Regions from separate parts of the Capsicum annuum genome. Here region 1 is linked to region 2. A link is a contact called in public Hi-C data. All regions are on one chromosome and are shown on one strand. The core of a region is the stretch at or near the end of the contact, and the rest is flanking DNA. Distances in the headings are between cores, read along the strand shown.

What was found. Hi-C and Micro-C count contacts between places; a contact is called where the count stands out from the background.
Region 1: a contact with region 2 is called in a Hi-C map of leaf, with 2.4 times the contacts expected there. The contact joins the enhancer-like site here to the promoter of LOC107863129 in region 2. A contact is called at or near these places in 3 of 5 Hi-C or Micro-C datasets (bud, leaf and placenta).

Annotation. Positions count from the first base shown.
Region 1 is chr3:228,986,776-228,989,603 of UCD10Xv1.1, reverse strand. No RefSeq gene overlaps it. Among protein-coding and RNA genes, the nearest start is that of LOC107863127, 27 kb to the left of the region's middle. Within about 2 kb of position 1,388, at least 3 of the 5 cell types and tissues checked have an H3K27ac peak or open chromatin away from gene starts, as enhancers often do. A contact at or near this core is called in leaf, where this site is marked.
Region 2 is chr3:228,940,820-228,943,524 of UCD10Xv1.1, reverse strand. LOC107863129 (histone-lysine N-methyltransferase ATX4) reads left to right here and starts at 1,287. Exons shown (of 23, transcript XM_047409427.1): 1 at 1,287-2,705. The coding sequence starts at 2,004. LOC124897084 (a long non-coding RNA gene) reads right to left here and starts at 193. Exons shown (of 2, transcript XR_007053673.1): 1 at 1-193.

The sequences.
Region 1 (2,828 bases), core at 139-2,638, 46 kb before region 2:
ATAAATAGCAACACTTTTTTCAAAAAATTACAACTTATAGCAAAAGTAGCAATATTTTACCCACTTCATAATAATAGAAGAATATGTATTTTTCAGTTGTGCATATGTATTTATGAGTGATACATATATATTTGTATATGTATTTATATAGCAATATTTTACTTAAATACAAATACAATTTGCTATTTTTCATAATTATGAAATTGTTGCTATAAAAGTTATAATTAAGACTATAGAATTGCTATTTCTGAAATTTTCCCTAAATTAATTATGTGGGTTATAAAAATTTAGAAGACCTTGATCAAGAATGTAAGGTTACTTACTAGTTACTACCTTACTACTATATTTGGTTATGTCCTTTTCCACAAAAAGGTGAGTGGCATGGCCTCATCTTTATTCCCCTTAGCCAACAGGCCCACTCCCACTCCTCACGGATTTATTTTTGGAAAAATTTGAGAAATAGTAATTCTGTAGTCTTAATTATAACTTTTATAGCAACAGTTTCATAATTATGAAAAATATCAAATTGTATTTTGTATTTAAGTAAAATGTTGTTATATAAATACATATACAAATATATATGTATTACTCATAAATACATATGCACAACTGAAAAATACATATTCTTCTATTACTATGAAGTGGGAAAAATATTACTGCTTTTGCTATAAGTTGCAACTTTAAAGAAGTGTTGCTATTTATTGTAATTATAATCTTAAGGATGCTAGTTTGTGTAATTTTTCTTTTATTTTTATTAACATTTCTACAACATGAGTAATACAACAACTCAAGATAGGATAGTTAATTATTGAGAAGCCAATTTAATTCAAGTTCTGGTATATTATGAGTTCCAATTATAGTTCTTTGAATTAACTGTTGCTGGAAGAAGGTTACCAACTTTTCCACAACTTGGCATTTGGCATTGGTGTCAGCATAGAGCTAAATCTTCAAACACCATTTAACAATTCCAACTTGGTTAGGTTCATCCTCTAACAAAACTATCTAGCATATTCCTCAAGTTGTGGTACAGACCAGTGACAACAACGTAATGACACTTGTCCTGTGAAGTAAGAATGTGAATTTTCTCCTTACATCCTTCTTATTTTGTCTCATCCGATATTTGGCACCACTTTGTGGTTCAATTAATTTAAATTCGCATCCTACTTGAAAGTAAGACGCTCCCAATAAAAGATGATTTCATTCTTAGAGTCTAAACTCGAAATCTTTAATTAAGAATGAAGAATTTTATATCACTCTACCACAATATTTGATGATGTCCTTTTCCACACAAAATAAAAAAAAATAAAAAAAAAGAGGGACATTGACAATTATGGGAGGGGGCATATATGGCCTCGTCTTTATTCCCCTTACCCCAAAATAGGCCCACTCCCACTCCTCATTGCCTGCCTCATATAGTATGGTATCACAATAAAGGTTCTCATAACTCCATAATATTACTCCCTCTGTTACATTTTATCACGGTTTAAATTTCTATTTGATTGCAAATTCGGATATAAAAAATTGTATTAAAACAAAGTATACATGTTCGAAAATTATATAAACGTACTATAAATCATAATAATTAGCAACTTAAAATATCTAAGAAATACATAAAAAAACTTCGATCAAAGAAAAACTTGGTTGAAACTCCAACACTGACACATAAATTGAGAAGGATGGACATTTCTAGAACATGAGAGAGTTTATGGAATATACATAAAACATATGTATATTATACATAATAATTCTTCTTCTTTTTATGTATTTAGTAAGGGAATGTAATTGTTTTCGGATATGTCACTTTCCCTTCAAAAATTATTGAGAAGCCAAATTCAAGTTGTTGTATTACAGAATTCCAATTTTAAACTCTTTTCAATACCTTTTGTCCAACTAAATATTTCCTACTCTCTCGAAATTCAGCAACAAAAACAAAAAAGTAATGCAACAAATAATTTTTGGCTCACTAATTAAGTATCAAAACTTAAAATTGTGTTATTCAATATATTCTGAAGTTTCCAGCGTGTAATAAATTATTGAACAGGACAATCCAATACCATGGCTAAGTTGAAGGAAAATGAATCATTAAAAAAGAAATATGCAATGAGAACTCAGTTTTGTCCTATTTATTCTTCGGCTTAAAAGTTAACAACTTTTCCACTACTTGGCATACGTGTGTTCGATGACGAGCTATCCTTGTTCAAGGGTGTCAATTGATATGTTTTTCGATGAATATTATACTGTATAGATAAATAAAAAGTTCTCTATTCTAGTGGAGTTAGTATTCGCCCTTGAATTCCCTAAACACAAGATTAGACGATCTTATATGTTCTAATTTCCTTAGTTTTTTTTTTGTGTGTGTATTAATTTATTTTTATATATTTTGATTCTTACGTATGATGAACACACCCTCCAAGGTTCCAACTCAGTTAGGTTCATGTGGAACCAGTGTCTTCCAAAATTGGGCTCAAGCTATTCTTCAGGCAATCACATGATACCACGTGCCCTGTGAATTATGAAGTGATAATATGAACTAAATATTACACAAATACACAACTTATGTTTTCAATATTACAAACAATCCCAACTCTCTAATCATATTATAAAAATTTTAATATATACACAGAATGCTATGTATATGTCGGCTACGTTATGTATATTAATAGAAAAAAAAAGTAAAGTAATTAAAAAAATAGAAGAAAGTATAATTACTTCAAAAGGGTTGGTATTTATGTTATTTATACGTATATAATCATTTCATGTGTCCTTTTCCACAAAAAGGTGATGGACATTGACACTTTTGGATCTAAGATGGAACTAGGCATTTTTAT
Region 2 (2,705 bases), core at 38-2,537:
TTTTTTTTTTTTTTTTTCTATTAAAAATGTTAGGGAAAGATAAAAACCACCATCAGCCATCGTCAAATATGAGAGTAGTCCTAGACAACACCATTTCACTGTGCCTAGCAACTGTAGATGAAGAAGAATAACTGTTTGCCCAGAAAATACTTTTTACAAAATACCATTATTTATACAACACCACACAAGTCAGAGACAACACCCCAACCACAAAACCACCATGACCCCTCATCTCCAAATTTCCATCCTACTGGTGCCTATTTATAACTTAAATTAAAAGTATCCAATTTTTTTTTATTTTTTTAAAAAATGAATTGAACAAACGGTCACTAAATAAAGCTATCACGTCACAAAATAAACTCTCACAAACCAAACAACCTCTACAGCGAGCGCCGGCAAAGAAGATGAAAAACCGAACGTCTATCGAGACCAAAGTCGAATCCCACCTACTCCTTTCTGGTCGATTAAAATTGATGCAGTGAGTGCGGTACCTCAAAAAGAAATACTTGAGATGTCACCATTTGACTCCTTTCTCAATCGAGCTCGAGACACAAAACTTATTTTGCGCCATTCACAAGCTATTGAAGAAGAATAAATTTATCTAGTGCGAATTCAAAGAATAGCAGAGCGAAACACTTCATCTCCACTATTGATGTCCGGTAGCTAAAAAGTACAAAAACTCCGGTGAGTGACCAGCCAACAGAAAGTCTCAATCTTTACCAAAAAATTCCCACTTTCTTCAACACCCAATTCAATCCACCGACTAAATAAAAAGAAAAATCCATTAACAAAATCTCTTGTTCCAACTTGCACTTTTCACACTTAGGAGTTCGATGACCCATATTAGAACCCTGAATTTATTAACCTTCAAATTCTTAATATTATTTTTCACTGACTACTTACTAAAAATAGAAATTAACATTAACATTAACAAGATTAATCAATAATTCATCTCTTCCCTATTCCTGCTTCTTTTGATCATGGACGTAATAGCAGCTACTTCAAATCAGAATATGTCAACTTTCACCTTTAAAAATTTTACCTTTAAAAATTTTCTTGAACTTCGATTTTACGCACAATCAAAGTAAATATAAATAAAAATCTCATATTCATGAATTCTAAGTTCCAAATTCTGAACCCATTTCCATTTTAAAAAAAAAAAAAAAAAGAATATAATAAAAATTGATAAAACATGAAATTATCCGTTTCACTTTTTTTCTTCCAAGTTTCTTGGAGAACATTCTTACAAAAGAATACTTAAAAGACAACCTCTGCAACACCCAAAAAAAAAAAAAACATTTCATACGTTAATTAGCCGACTTCAATTTAGCCATGTCTCAAACTATATTTCCAACAAAAATGCAATCTTGGACTCCAATCACGTCTGGTCATGTTAGCAAATTTCTCCCTCGTATTACTATGTTGCTTTGCTTTACTCTTAACGCCAACTCCCCCCACCCACCCACCCACCACCCCACCCCAGTCATCCTTATTCCCTTTCCTCTCTAAACTTGCATTCTAATCTATACATTCACACAATCTACATCTATATTTGCACTTCAATTTCACCCAAAAAAAAACCAAAAATGCTCCTAAATTAATTCCCGCACCACGTCAAATTTGACAAATGTTCACACATTTTACATTTTTTTAATTAATATATAAAATCATTTCCCCTCTCTCTCTCTCTCATAGACAGTTTTGGGAAAAATTGCTGGAACAGAGATCCCTTTTTCTTTTCAGCTAATCAGATCTTCTCCTCAATTTCACTCTACTTTTATCTTCTTCTTCCTCCTATTTATTCATTTTCTCTCTCTTTCCCGCTGTTGTGATTGTTTTCTACTTCAATTTTTCTCTCTCCTTTTCACTTGGGCTGAATTTTCTTTGTATTTTTTCACTTGGGTTGTGAACAATTTTTGCTGGGTTTAATTTGATTCAGTCAAAATTAGGGTTTCGAATTGATTGGTGAATTGGGAATTTGGGGAAGCTGTTGTTTGTTTGAGATGATAATAAAGAAGAGCTTGAAAACGGTAATGCCGAGTTTGAAACGGTGTCGTATGGCTGATTCGGGTGGTGATGATAACGAAGACTTTTCTAATAATAATCGGAAGAAGCGGAAGACTAGTAACAGTAGTAGTGGGTATTACCCTTTACACCTACTTGGTGAGGTTGCCGCCGGTATAATTCCATTTAATGGATATAATATTAAGAAAATTTTAGCCGCCGGAGGTAACGGCGGAGCTACGGCGGAGGTGGCGGAGGAGTCGTGGTGTACGGAGGTGTCGCGTTGTGCTGGTGAGGCGGAGGCGGACTCGAATTCGATGCCGAAACAGAGGAGTAATTCGGTGCAGGAGGCTGCACGGCCGCCACTGGTGAGGACTTCACGCGGACGCATTCAGGTACTTCCGTCTAGGTTTAATGATTCGGTTCTTGATAATTGGAAGAAAGAGAAGAGTAAAACTAGTGTTAAAGAATCTGCTTTGGACCCTGAATTTGATCCCTATAGCGAAAAGGCTAGCTCGAGAAATGCTAGACGTGAAATTGGAAGTAAGAAGCACCAATGTCGTGTGTTGTCGCCCAATGGAACAGTAGAAATTGGGTGTAATGGATCAAAGAGGAAGTACTCTACTTCCCGGAGTACATTAACATCGTTACATGAGCGATTGGGAGATGCAGAGGAGTTTGATGAAGCTATTGATGGAATG